Linked DNA regions of Pan troglodytes: region 1 is linked to region 2. The links are chromatin contacts, called in public HiChIP or PLAC-seq maps. All regions are on one chromosome and are shown on one strand. The core of a region is the stretch at or near the end of the contact, and the rest is flanking DNA. Distances in the headings are between cores, read along the strand shown.

Evidence for each region. HiChIP or PLAC-seq counts read pairs in DNA pulled down with a chosen protein or histone mark.
Region 1: an H3K4me3 HiChIP or PLAC-seq map of stem cell-derived excitatory neurons shows a contact between it and region 2, with 2.1 times the contacts expected there. The contact joins the promoter of LOC134806955 here to the promoter of SF3B3 in region 2. A contact is called at or near these places in 1 of 7 Hi-C or Micro-C datasets (induced pluripotent stem cells) and 1 of 1 datasets of contacts at active chromatin or transcription factors (stem cell-derived excitatory neurons).

The regions. Positions count from the first base shown.
Region 1 is chr18:72,426,782-72,434,044 of NHGRI_mPanTro3-v2.0_pri, reverse strand. It overlaps LOC134806955 (exosome component 6), which reads right to left and starts at 1,731. Exons shown (of 1, transcript XM_054669573.2): 1 at 1-1,731. The coding sequence starts at 1,623. The coding sequence ends at 805. AARS1 (alanyl-tRNA synthetase 1) reads right to left here. Exons shown (of 21, transcript XM_016930106.4): 16 at 5,448-5,556; 17 at 4,345-4,458; 18 at 3,643-3,762; 19 at 3,436-3,522; 20 at 2,990-3,103; 21 at 2,112-2,628. The coding sequence ends at 2,443.
Region 2 is chr18:72,156,566-72,163,733 of NHGRI_mPanTro3-v2.0_pri, reverse strand. It overlaps SF3B3 (splicing factor 3b subunit 3), which reads left to right and starts at 4,661. Exons shown (of 26, transcript XM_511081.7): 1 at 4,661-4,812. It overlaps COG4 (component of oligomeric golgi complex 4), which reads right to left and starts at 4,464. Exons shown (of 19, transcript XM_016930110.2): 1 at 4,261-4,464; 2 at 566-648. The coding sequence starts at 4,431.

The DNA.
Region 1 (7,263 bases), core at 482-2,981, 270 kb before region 2:
TACAGCATTATCCAGGGCCGCAGAAAACACACATAATACTTTATTCCTGATAAACAATTCAATGTCCTTAAGTCCGCCAATATCACCGTACATTCTGTGCAATCAAGAAATTTACTCAGCTGGGCACAGTGGCTCACACCTGTAATTCCAGCACTTTGGGAGGCCAAGGCGGGTGGATCACCTGAGGTCAGGCATTCGAGAACAGCCTGGCCAACATGGCGAAACCCCATCTCTACTAAAAATACAAAAATTAGCCCGGTATGGAGGCATGTGCCTGTAATCCCAGCTACTTGGGAGGCTGAGGCAGCAGAATGGATTGAACCCAGGAGGCAGAGGTTGCAGTGAGCCAAGATCGCACCATTGCACTCCAGCCTGGGCAACAGAACAAGACTCCATCAAAAAAAAAAAGAAGAAAGAAAGAAGAAAAGAAAATTAGCCAGGTGTGGTTGCATGCACCTGTAGTCCCAGCACTTTGGGAGGCCAAGGCAGGAGGATCAATCAAGGCTAGGAGTTTGAGACTGCAGAAAGAAACCCTGTCTCTAAAAAAAAGGTCCAGCTAAAATCAGGGTCCAGCTCCACCACAAGCGCAGCTCCAGGGGCTGTTGAGTTTTGCCTTTATCATTCCAAGTAGTCTCTGCTCCAGACCAAGTCCCACCATCTGGCAGTCAGGTCAGTCCAACCACAGTCATATCAGGGCCCTTCCAGGAATTCTCGACGCAGACTGGAGGCCGATGGCGCGGATCTTTTCGTGGACGGCGGCAGCACGGTCCTCGGCTTGCGTCCGTAGTTGCTCAGGCTTCTGGTTCAGGGCTGGGCGGCGGCGCCCCTGCGGCGGGCGGCCCGCACCAGGCTCTGCTGCAGCACGGGGTAGAGGCGCTGGCAGCCCTCGAGGCCCAGGCGTACGGCCTCCGCCCAGCTCTCGGTCAGGCCGCCCTCGCCGCTGCCCAGCAGCCCGGCCACCTGATTCAGCACAGGCATGAGCGCCACGGTGAGGCCGGCGGCGGCGCGCTCTTCCTCGAGCCGCGTGGGGTCCAGGAGCCAGGTGGGCGCGGGCCCCGGCGCGAGGCTGAGGCCGCAGCCCACCACCAGGTCGTACATCTCCACGCCCGCGTCGGCCAGGGCGAGAGCGGCGGCGGTGAGCGCGGCGGCCAGGGCCGAGCCACCGTCCTCCAGCAGCAGCGCCGACACCTCGAGCTGCGCGCGCGGGTAGCGGCCCAGGCGCACAGCCGGCTCCAGCGCCTCCTGCAGCGCCAGCGCCAGCTCACGCTCCTCGCAGCCGCCCGGGGGAGCGCGGCGCCGGCGGCCCGCGAAGGGTGCGCGGCGGAAGTCGCAGAGCAGGCGACCGCGCAGCGCGGCCGGGGCCTCGCCGCCTGCTCCGGCCGGGCCGCTGCCGCGCTCGCCGCCCTCGGCCTGTCGCGGGCCCGACACGGCACACAGCACCTTGGTGCCTCCCGCCTCCAAGTAGGCCGAGCCCTTGGCCTGGCTCAGCAGCCCGGCGCGCGCGTACACGGGCCGTAGCCGCGTTGGGTCGCGGGTGCCGGGCGCCTCCTCTTCGTCGGCCGCGTACAGCTGCGGCGGCTGCGATTCTTCAGGGCCGCGGATGCGGCGGTGATCCCCAGGCATGGCGGTTCTTGGCGTGCGAACCCCTTCCGCCCAACGCCCTGCCGCATCCACTGGTTCTTCCGTTGCTTAAAGACGCGCGGCTGCGCATGGGCTGTCGGGAGAGCGGCGGGAGGCACTACAGCGCCCCTGGAGGCCCGGAGGGAGAACGGCCCGGTCCCAGTTGTGCAGGGTAGCCGGATCCATCCATCTTGCTGGAAGGGAAGGGGGAGAGCAGCTCCAAGAAAGGCTTCTCTGCTTCCACTACCTCCACCCCTCATCTACTGAATTATGAACGCCTTGCTCCATGTCACCCCACCTATTTGGCCTCCACCTCCACAGACGTTTGAGGCAACCCTAGGGGCTGTTCCCAAAATTTTGGGTTCTGGGGCTGGACTAGGTGAACACCACAGCAGCCAGCAGGAGCCACAGCATTTATTCTACAGACGCCAAAGGCTGTCAAAAGACCCAGCCCCTATTGGGAAGAGGGATAGAGATAATGCGGCACTAAGTATTGCACGTGGTCCTTTTATTCTCTGCAGCAAAAACGATTCCTACTTGCTGACGCGGAAAGCTCAGGTCTGGAGAGCCGTTATCTATAGATGCAAGCGTGACGATCAACAGCAATGCGGGGTTAGTGGTTCTAGACCGATGGCACTGACGTGGAGGGCTCAGGGCAGAAATTTAAGGGGCACTGAGACATAGGACTGCTCTCAAGTGTGTTCCAGTTACTGCTGGGTTAGGAGGGGCTCTTTAAAGGTCCCAAGATTCAAATGTTCTTGTAGCAGATGAAGAGCTCTTGGCTGGACGGATGGATCCAGTGGGAGCCTCCTCCTTCCCCACTCAGTTCTTTACATCCCCGAGGCGCAGCTGGGCGAAGGAAGTGGCCAGCTGCAGCGCCTCCTGCAGGCAGCCAACGTTCTTGCCTGTGGCCTGTGCAGACACATCCTTGCCACCACCTTTACCGTCCATCAGGCCTGACACCTGCTGCACCCACTCGCTGGCTTTTAAGCCCCGATTGGCTGCATTCTAGAAGACAGGAAGGGAAGGGGGAGTCAGCACAGAAGATGGGATTGAGGGAGGAATGCAGAGAAAGAAAGGATGGAGGAGCCATCACCCACTCCTTGCCCTGGGTGATACTGCTGGAGGCCGAGACAGACTTTACGGCTGGTACAGGGGGCGGCCATGGCCACTGCCAGGACAGGACAGAGTGGCAAAGCCAGGTATCAACCAGATGTCTTCACCAATGAGGCGGCCTGGGTAAGGGGTACTGGCAAAGGTAACCAACCAGTGGGCAGAAAGGCTGTTTCGAATGCAGGCTGTACACACACAGGCCTCAGCCAACAACCTTAAGACCTAACACTTCCCACTGGTGCGAGGTGGTGCTGACCTGGGGGACTTGACACAGGCACGTGATCTTGCCAGCCTCATTGTCCACCGTGAAGAGCATGGCAGAAGTCTGAGGGGAGTGCATCTTGAAGAGCTTCAAGGCTTCATTCAGGGCCTGTGGGGAGGACCTGGCTCAGGCCACGGTGCTGGAGCAGGGACCCTCACTAGTGTGAGCATTTGCAGCCCTCAGAAGGCCTGCCACCCAACCCTACCCCTTCCCAGAGCAGGTGCTGTGCCCAGGGCCTGTGGGGAGGACCCCAGCGCCGGGCCCTGCCCCTACCCTGGCCCAGGTATGCCTCCCACATGCAGGGAGCTGCTGCTCCTCCCAATCTCAATCCCAGACCGTGGGCCCTTAGGCAACCACTTCGCTCAGAGCCACAGAGGCCACATGTCAGCCACCAGAGGGCTGATGAGCCCTAGGGGAGGGGACCCTGGCCCCTGGGTTGCCTTGGCTGAGGCGCCGCTCTCCATCTCCAGGATGACAAGGGGCTGGTTGGGGTTGCTGTCGATGAACTGCTTCGTCTTCTCTAACACCTGGAAGAAAAAAGTCCAGAAGAGCAGCTCAGACCAAAAGCCCAGGCCCCGAACCCCTGGCCGTACCCTGCCGGCCTATGCCTAGAAAACACTCTGGCCACTGGTGCTGCCAGGACTCACTCGTTTCTGGACATCGGCTTTGCTGGCTCGGTCCAAGTCATCCATGACCTTCTTGAGGGATTTGAGAGTCTCCCGCAATTCATCCTTCTGCCACTGGGGGATGACTGCAGTGGCCAGGGCCTGGAACCAATAGACGACCATCTCAATCTGGGCCACAACTTGCTGGGATGTCAGGGTCCAGCCCACCCCACCCGAACCCAAGTCCTCCCTGACTAGTGTCCTGGAAAGGAAAGCAAGGAAAGCTGTGAGACCAGTCCCTTTAGGAGCAGCTGTGGCAGGTGAAACAAGCAGGGCTAGAGAGAAAGGAGCAGCAGAAAGCTGGGCTCCCAAATCAGGCCCGGTCCTTACCAGGCTGGGAACAGCCTGTGATAAGCTTCCTGGCAGCTTGAAATGCAAATAAATGCCAGGCAGGCTTGGAGGCAGGGGCCAGCCTTAGCCCCTTCCCCAAATCCCTCCACCCCAGTGCCCATACATGCTTGGGAAGAGCTCTCCTGCTAGCAGCACTGGGAGCAGCAGGGAATGTCCAGGGTCCAAGGACAGGATCCATGGGGTCCCTGCTACAAGGCTGCAGGACAACAGAAGTCAGCCCAAAGGCCCATTCCACCAAGAACCAGGGCCTGACTGACTACAGATGATTTCCTGAAGACGGGGCATGTCTCATGCACCAGGCCCTGAGGACGGAGGGAGGGAAGCCGCCCCTACCTCTCCAAGGTCAGCGATCTCCCTCTGCACATCCTTGTTTGGAGCAGTCTGAGCCTTCACTTTGGCTTCCATGACAGAGAGACATTTCTTCATGCTCTCTGCTTTCCTGAGGGCCTGGGAGGGGACACCGGGTCAACCCCAGGCAGGAGGTCTGAGTCAGACTCACTATCCTGTGTCTGAGCAGCTGCGGAAGCCCCGGCGGTAGGCCCTGCAGCAACATACCCCAACACCCCAAAAGTGTCTGTGGGGAGTAGGTGCTGGCAGCTCCAGGCCCCAGCAAGGAGCACAGTGCTCACAGGCCCACTGGCAAAGGCTGCACCCAACTCAGACTCAGGGGTGATCAAGCTCGAGAATCAGGAGCCCCTTCCCCCAGGAAGTGGCCACCCCTGGGGCTTTAGCACAAGTCAGACACACCAGTTCCCGTGAAAGAGCACCCATCCTCTACTGCACGGCCTCAGACTAAGCACGCCCCTAGGAGTACATGGATCAGCGCTGGGGGCCCCGATGCCACAGCGAATCTATGTCTTACCCTCCTCCACATGGAGACAGGAGGGGGTAGATGGCCAGATTCACTTTTTTTTTTTTTTTTTTTTGAGATGGAGTCTCGCCCCATCACCCAAGCTGGAACGCAGTGGTGCGATCTCGGCTCACTGCAACCTCTGCCTCCCAGGTTCAAGTGATTCTCCTGCCCCAGCCTCCCAAGTAGCTGGGATTACAGACGCGCGCCACTACACCCAGCTAATTTTTGTATTTTTAGTAGAGACGGGGTTTCAGTATGTTGGTCAGGCTGGTCTCGAACTCTTGACCTAGTGATCCACCCGCCTCGGCCTCCCAAAGTGCTGGGATTACAGGCGTGAGCCACTGCGTCCGGCCTGATTCACATATATTTTAAAAGACTAAACATAGGAAAGCCAGGAGATCTTGTGTGGTGGCAGGTTTCTTCTGCCACTCAGGGGTAGGACACTGGGGCAGGGGGAGTGGCCCAGCCTGTACTTTCACTCTGACTGCAGCAGCCATGCAGAGCAGTGTTTGCTCTATGGATTCGCAGACTGGGCTCCTCTTGCCTTCTTCAGATAAGCCACACACCAGCCTGACCTGCTCACCTTCTGGGCTTCGGCACCTGTGACAGCCACAATCCTCCGAATACCCTTGGCAATGGCTTCTTCCGTCACGATCACAAAAGCTCCTGCGTGACTCGAGTTCCGCAGGTGCCTGAATGGCAGAACACAAAGTCCATAGTGAAAGAGGCCCTGGCAGCCCTTAGCTGGGGGGTCACACTAGCGGACAAGAGAAGCAGGAATGGGTTGACAGTCAGGGAAAGCCTGGGCTTGACAGTATTCTGACACCAAGCGGCACACCAGCTCGCTGAGCCTGAGTGTTCTCAGTTCTCAAATGGGGATGATTCTCCCCACACAGTTGCTGTGAAAATCAAATGAGGTAAACATGAAAGTGCTTTGTGGTCCCTAATATCCAATACAGTCTTACCCTTAGGCTCTACATGACAGTTTTGATCTTGTAGTGGAACTTAAGCTCCATTTTTGTATTCTGCTCACTAGGTGACAATTTTGGAGGATTACTTTTAAAATCTTACCACAACCCCTTAAACAGGCTTTATTTCTCAGTTCAGAGAACCTCAAATGTTCATTAATTCATCCTCATTCTTTGAAGATAGTATAGTTTTTTTTGTTTGTTTGTTTTGAGACAGAGTCCTGTTCTGTTGTTCAGGCTGGAGTGCAGTGGTGTGATCTTGGCTCACCACAACCTCTGCCTCCCAGTTTCAAATGATTCTCTTGCCTCAGCCACCCAAGTAGCTTGGATACAGGCGCCCGCCACCACTCCTAATTTTTGTATTTTTAGTACAGACAGGTTTTCACCATGTTGCACAGGCTGGTCTTGAACTCCTGACCTCAAGTGATCTGCCTGCCTCAGCCTCCCTAGTGCTGGGATTAAAGGCATGAGGCAACGTACCCAACCCTTGGTATAAAGTTTTTGAAAGCTGTTTCCTGTAGTCTAAAGGGTATGAGCAAACAGGTAATCAGGCAAAGTGGGACTCGTTTGAAGGCCCAATTCAGCTGGGCAGAAAAGCCTTGAACTCAATCCCCCAGGCCCCTATCCTACTCTCTGCACATCCTACTTGCTCCCTGCCTGCCAGAGGCCTGCAGGAGACCCTGGAGGGTCTCAACCATGACGTTAAGAATGTTCTTTTCGGCCGGGCGTGGTGGCTCACACCTGTAATCTCAGCACTTTGGGAGACTGAGGCGGGTGGGTCACCTGAGATCAGGAGTTCAAGACCAGCCTGCCCAACGTGGAGAAACCCCCTCTCTACTAAAAATACAAAATTAGGCCAGGCATGGTGGCTCACACCTGTAATCCCAGCACTTTGGGAGGCTGAGGTGGGTGGCTCACGAGGTCAGGAGATGGAGACCATCCTGGCTAACAGGGTGAAACCCCATCTCTACTAAAAATACAAAAAAATTAGCTGGGCGTGGTGGTGTGTGCCTGTAGTCCCAGCTACTCGGGAGGCTGAGGTAGGAGACTCGCTTGAACCCTGGAGGTGGAGGTTGCAGTTAGCCAAGATTGCGCCATTGCACTCCAGCCTGGGCAATGAAACTCCGTCTCAAAAAAAAAAAAAAAGAATGTTCTCTTCATGGCTGGGCATGGGGGCACATGCCTATAGTCCCAGCTACTTGGGAGGCTGAGGCATGAGAATCGAAGCCAGGAGGTAGAGGTTGCAATGAGCCGAGACTGTGCCACTACACTCCACCCTGCGGGACAGAGCAAGACTCCACTTCAAAAAAACAAACAAAAAAAACCACAATTCTTTTCACAAGGCTTCATTTGGAAGCAGAAACTTTCCAGGCCACCATGACCTTCCCAAAAAGGCCCAGAGAGCTACAGAGGAATCCAAATTGGCAGAAG
Region 2 (7,168 bases), core at 3,412-5,911:
GTCAGGAGTTTGAGACCAGCCTGGCCAACATGGTGAAACCCTGTCTCTACTAAAAATACAAAAATTAGCTGGGCGTGGTGGCACATGCCTGGAATCCCAGCTACTCGAGAGGCTGAGGCAGGAGAATCGCTTGAACCTGGGAGGCAGAGGTTGCAGTGAGCCGAGATCATGCCACTGCACTCCAGCCTGGGGGACAAAAACGAAGCTCCATCTCAAAAAAAAAAAAAAAGGTGGTTCTCAAACTTGAGCTGTGCATTAGAATCACTTGGTAGGCTTGTCAAAACACATCTTCCTGGACCCCACCCCTAGACTTTCTGATTTTGTAAGTTTGGAGTGGGGCCCTAGGATTTGCATTTCTAACAAGGTGTGATGCTGGTACAACTGGTCCAAGGACTCTTTGAAAACCATCAAACTAATACCCTTAGGTGTTCACTTTATCTTGAGATAATACCCTTTACATTTCAAGCTGAACTGGTGTTTATAACAGAAAGTTTAAAAAATGGTCACTTGTCCAATTGACCCTGTTGGAATTTACATTAGCTTTTGCTGAGATGCACAGACTCACCCCATTCGGTGGAGAGTGACCATCTTACTTTCAATGGTGTTTTGCTGTTCCAAAAGAGCATCCAGCTCTCTCTCCACCACTTTCTGAAACACAGAGAAACATCCTGTCAGCAGAATGATCAGAAGGAACCTTAAGAGTTATCTAATCCAATCACTTAGCTGAAGGGTGAATCTCATTTCCAAGTCCTTTTTTCCTTCCACTATGTTCTCCTTAGACTTTAACAATGCTTCATTTTGCACTTATGTTGCATGATTGTTATCTTACATATATCTTATTCCACCTGGCAGATGAGCACCATAATAGGAAGAAATAAACTTTTAGTCAGTATCATTAGCATAGTGCCTAATACAGGAAGGCATTTAAAATACAATGCCTGGCCAGCACTGGATCCCAAAGTAATCCCAGCTCTTTGGGAGGCCCAGGTGGGTGGATCACCTGAGGTCAGGAGTTCATGACCAGCCTGGCCACATGGTGAAACCCCATCTCTACTAAAAATACAAAATTAGGCTGGGCGCGGCGGCTTACGTCAGTAATCCCAGCACTTTGGAAGGCCAAGGCAGGCGGATCACGAGGTCAGGAGATCGAAACCATCCTGGATAACACGGTGAAACCCTGTCTCTACTAAAAATACAAAAAATTAGCCGGGTGTGGTGGCGGACGCCTGTAGTCCAAGCTGCTCAGGAGGCTGAGGCAGGAGAATGACATGAACCCGGGGGGGGCGGAGCTTGCAGTGAGCCGAGATCATGCCACTGCACTCCAGCTTGGGCAACAAAGTGAGACTCCGTCTCAAAAACAAAAAACAAAAAACAAAATTAGCTGGGTGTGGTAATCCCAGCTACACAGGAGGCTGAGGTAGGAGAATCACTTGAACCCGGGAGGTGGAGGTTGCAGTGAGCCGAGATCGTGCCATTTCACTCCAACCTGGGTAACAAGAGTGAAACGCTGTCTCAAAAAAAAAAAAAAAGAAAAATACAATGCCTAAACAAAAAACACCACACACATCTTGCTGAAATGAAATTTCCAGTGACAGTTACCAAAATTTTTCTTCTTGGTGCATAGTCAGTAGCCAGGGGTTATAAATATAATTATCTCTCATTCAAGCCATTTATTGTGCAACCTCAATTTATGTAACATTTTTATGCTTCAGTTTTTTCATCTGTAAAACTAGGATAGCAATACCAATCTCACTGGGCTGTTGAATGAGTCAAACAGGAAACCACACAAAGTGCTTAACATGGTATGTGGCATATAGTTCAACAACAGCCATTAAAATTAACCATACATTTTTATTTTTTGCGGGGGCTCAAGTGCTCTTCCTACCTCAGCCCCCCAAATATCTGTGACTATAGGTGTGCACAACCCTGGTCCACTGTTTAATTTTTTTGTAGCCACGAGGTCTCACTATATTGCCCAGGCTGGTCCCCAACTATCTGCTATTGCCCAGGCTGGTCTCCAACTATAGCTCAAGCTATCTGCCCATCTCAGCCTCCCAAAGAACTGCGATTAGAGGCATGAGCCACTTGTGCCCAGGCAGCTATACTTTTTTTTCTTTTGAGACGAGTTTCGCTCTTTCACCCAGGCTGGAGTGAAGTGGCCTGATCTTGGCTCACTGCAACCTCCCTGCCCTGGGGTTCAAGCGATTTTCATGCCTCTGCCTCCCAATTAGCTGGGATTATAGACGCCCACCATCACACCCGGCTAACTTTTGCATTTTTAGTAGAGACTAACATGGTTTCGCCACGTTGGCCAGGTTGGTCTCGAACTCCTGACCTCGGGTGATCCACCCGCCTCGGCCTCCCAAACTGCTGGTATTACAGGCACGAGCCACCAAGCCCGGCCATATACATTTTTATTAAAATCGTTCTGTAGGTTCCAGAGGAAAACGTCCTCTTGACAGTCATGGAATACAAATACAGTACTTATATCATTTTGTCTGTAAGATTTCCATAATTTTCCACCCAACATATTAAATGACTGAATGAATGCGAGCTTAGGAATGTTAAGATACTAAATTTTTTTTTTTTTTTTTTTTTTTTTTGGGACAGAGTCTCACTCTGTCGCCCAGGCTGGAGTGCAGTGGTGCGATCTCGGCTCACTGCAAGCTCCTTCTCCCTGGTTCACGCCATTCTCCTGCCTCAGCCTCCCGAGTAGCTGGGACTACAGGCGCCCGCCACCACGCCCGGCTAATTTTTTGTATTTTTAGTAGAGACGGGGTTTCACTGTGTTAGCCAGGATGATCTCGATTTCCTGACCTCGTGATCCATCCGCCTCAGCCTCCCAAAGTGCTGGGGTTACAGGAGTGAGCCACCGCGCCCGGCTTTTTTTTTTTTTTTTAAGAGACACAATTTTGCTCTTGTTGCCCAGGCTAGAGTGTAATGGCGCTATCTTGGTTCACTGCAACCTCCGCCTCCTGGGTTCAAGCAATTCTCCTGCCTCAGTCTCCCGAGTAGCTGGGATTACAGGCATGCGTCACCACGCCCGGCTAATTTTGTATTTTTAGTAGTGATGGTTTTCACCATTTTGGTCATGCTGGTCTCGAACTCCTGACTCAGGTGATCCTCCCGTCTTGGCCTCCCAAAGTGCTGGGATGGCAGGCGTGAGCCACCGCGCCCCGCAAGATACTAAATTTTAAAACACATCTTGCTGAGGCCAGACAAAAAAAGCCCCCCACACTAAACTAGCCAGGCACGGTGGTGTGCGCCTCTGGTTTCATCGATTCTGATTGCAGCACAACAGCACTCCAGCCTGCGCAACAGAGAGCGGCCCTGTTTCTAAAAATAACAAAACAAAACAAAAAACACCACACATATCTTGCTGAAAAACGTATCAGAAACTGCTAGAGTTAGTGCAAGTTTATACTTGAAAATACTCAAAGATATCAACGATCACCTCTCCCTCAGGCTGAAACTGCCTTTTGTGCTCAACTTTGCTAGAAGTTTGGTCTGGGAAACAGCTGACAAGCTTAGAGCTTAGATCTCTTTTGACTAGCAAGGAACCCAACTGACATTCGAAAGTGAATTGACAGCATCGAGTTGCCACTGAAAATTAAAGGAGGCAGGAGATAGAACGTTATGAACTGAAAGGAATTGGAGAATAGTCCACACCTCTCATTTGATAAAATATCAAGGGTACCAGAGATGAAGTGACTTGTCCAAGGTTAGAGAATTGTGTCTGAGTCTTAAAAGCTCAAACCTCTACAAAGATGTGCATTTGACCAAAACGCTAAAATCACACCCCCAAATCACTCCCCACAAGAGGAAGTCTTAAAACGCTTCAAGAAGTTAATCTGCAAAGGCTTCCCTCTTAAATAACAGGATGAGAGCGTTTCATAATTTGTAAATTAAGCCAATGCAAAAGGGCGCTTATTATTTTGAGAACCAAGCACTTTGGCAAATACTCTCAGACTAACTTTACTCCCGTGGAGAAACTGGTGATCATGGATCAGGGAAATCAACGGGGGTCTAGGGAGGAGAGGCTGCAGATCGCCCAGGTATCAGGGAAGACAAGCTCGGCGCGTCCGACAGCGTGAAAAGAGTTGACAGGACTACTCATATACCCGACTAGCTTCCGCTTCTTTGTTTCCCCGCTTTTTTGTATCCCCCAGCAAGGAGAGTTTCCCACAGCCCGGATTTCCCGACTGAAGGCTCCCACTCTCCCTAGATCCTCCATGAAAAAGAGGAGGCTCGACCCCGCACCTCCTCGCCGCAGAGCCGTTCGTATACAGCCTCCAGCTCCTGCAGCTCTGTCAGGGAGCGAATGAGCTCAGCGGAGATTTCGGAGCAGCGGCCACCTCCCACCCCCTCAGACGGCGGCTGCACCCCTGACAGCTTCGGAGGCGAATCAAGGTCCGCCATCTTGGTCCCCATTCGGCACTTCCGGTCCCGCGAGGCCCCCTCTTCGTTGGCGCCTATTTGGGGCTGCCTACAGAAGTGCCCAATGAACTCTAATGGTTTTTTTTTAAGTCTACTTCTAAAAACGTATTAATTTTCTATTCTCCTGGAAAAAGCAAAGCAATAAAGCATGTTTAAATAATTTGTAATGCCGTGTGGAAGCAAGACGGAAGCATTTTTTAAAAATTATATATATTCTTCAGGCGCGGATTGGGTGCCTTTTTCCGCCGCGCGCCACCAGAATGTCCCTGTCTTGAGGTCTAATGGCGGACGCCAGTATGTTGGAGTTGGTGGTGGCTTAAGTTTTGAAGGGAGGTAGCATCCGTTGGATATCCACACCATCCTTCTCGCTGCAGGGTAAAAAAACAGCCTGGAGACTTCCCCGGGCCCGGGGAGGCGGAGAGCGGCCATATGGAAGGGGGACCCTAGACTTTGGCGGGGGTCACGGGCAGTCTAGGCCCGAGAGGCTGGGGACCAGGAGGAGGTACCGAGGGATGGTTGAGGCGCCAAAACGGCTTCCTGCAGTTATCTCTCGCTTCCATCCACAGTGTGGGAACGTATTCTATCTCAAAATAGGGCTCGTGGAGATTGCTTTTAACTTCTGGGGACTCTGAGACGGGGGAGGTGTGACAAGCAGCGGGAGGGATGGATGTCTCCCTCTGGGTAGAGTAAATGGTACACCGATGGGAAGATAGAAAGATGGAGCGTGTTAAAAGCGTAAATAACGGAAACAGTCTTTAGAGCCAAGACTCTGGTTTGAATTTGTATTTTGGTAGTTGGGCAACTTGTCTCCTCCTCTGAACCTCTATTTTCTCGTTTGCGTAATGGAGGACAGAGTTTAAATGCGATGATGTTTCCTTGGAGGATGGAGAAGATGCAGTGAGCAATCATACAAGCTTTTTGTAATAATGGTAAACAGACGTGGGGGAAATTTTTTTTGTTTTGTTTTGTTTTTGTGATGGAGTCACAGTCTGTCGCCCAGACTGGAGAGCAGTGGCGCGATCTCGGCTCACTGCATCTCTGCCTCCCGGGTTCCACCGATTCTCTTACCTCAGCCTCCCGAGTAGACTAGCTGGGATTACGGGCGCGTGCCACCACGCCCGGCTAATTTTTCTTTTTTTGAGACGGTGTCTCGCTTTGTCGCCCAGGCTGGAGTGCAGTGGCGCGATCTCTGCTCACTGCAAGCTCCGCTTTCCGGGTTCACGCCATTCTCCTGCCTCAGCCTCCCGAGTAGCTGGAACTACAGGCGCCCGCCACCGCGCCCAGCTAATTTTTTGTATTTTTAGTAGAGACGGGGTTTCACGGTGTTAGCCAGGATGGTCTCGATCTCCTGACCTTGATCCACCTGCCTTGGCCTCCCAAAGTGTTGGGATTACAGGTGTGAGACACCGCGCCCGGCCCAGACGTGGGGGAAGTTTTAAAGCTTACCACATTTATCTGGTATATATTTTTTGTTTGTTTGTTTTGTTTTTGAGACGAAGTCTCGCTGTCGCCCAGGCTGGAGCGCAGCGGCTTGATCTCGGCTTACTGCAGCCTCCTCCTCCTTGGTTCTAGCTATTCTCACGCCTCAGCTTCCCGAGTAGCTGAGATTAAAGGCGTGTGCCACCGCGCCCGGCTAGTTTTTGCATTTTTAGTAGAGGGGTTTTCACTGTGTTGGCCAGGCTGGTCTCAATTCCTGACCTCAAGTGACCCATTTGCCTCGGCCTCCCAAAGTGCTGGGATTACAGGCGTGAGCCACCACTGCGCCTGGCCTCGTATATAGTTTTTCTAGTACTGGACTGATCCTCCGAAATGCACCTTCCTCCACGACCCAAAGTTAAGGTGTCGCTGGAGAACCTGAATCCAACTAGATTTGGGAAAAAATGAATTCCAAAGGTTTGTAATGGATTGTATCAGTTATAAGGAAAGGGGAAAGTAGACTGTTTTCATCAGCTACAAAACATGAAAAGTAACTTGCGGGGAGCTGTTCAGGGATTCAGAAGCAGCTCCTAGCTTCCTCTCTTTTGCTTTTTTTGTTGTTTCTCCACTCCCTGGTCTTTCAACATCGGTCCTTTTCGTTCATCTTTTCCTGTGGTCCTAGAACGTTAAACATACCTTAGCCTATGGGCTGGGCGCGGTGGCTCAACGCCTGTAATCCTAGCACTTTGGGAGGCGGAGGCGGGCGGATCACAAAGTCAGGAGATCGAGACCATCCTGGCTAACATGGTGAAACCCCGTCGCTACTAAAAATACAAAAAATTAGCCGGGTGTGGTGGCGGGCGCCAGTTGTCCCAGCTACTCGGGAGCCTGAGGCAGGAGAATGGTGTGAACCCGGGAGGCGGAGCTTGCAGTGAGCCAAGATGGCGCCCCTGCACTCCAGCCTGGGCGACAGATTGAGACGCCTCAAAAAAAAAAAAAAAAGATATACCTTAGTCTCAAGTAGAAAATTTTATATCTCTCAGGACCCATTTCTAGCCTGGAGCATTGATCTTGCCACCCTGCTTTTACTCAGCCCAGAAAGTTATTTATAAGGACGTTTACTCATAATTCTCTCTTCTCGTTTAACAATAAAATCAAATATGTATGTTAATTCTATACTAATGACCTTGGATTTCTCAAGGTCCCGTGCTTTTTATTTATTTATTTTTTTTTTTTTGAGACGAGGTCTCATTCTGTCGCCCAGCCTGGAGTGCAGTGGCATGATGTTGGCTCACCACAACCTCCGCCTCCCAGG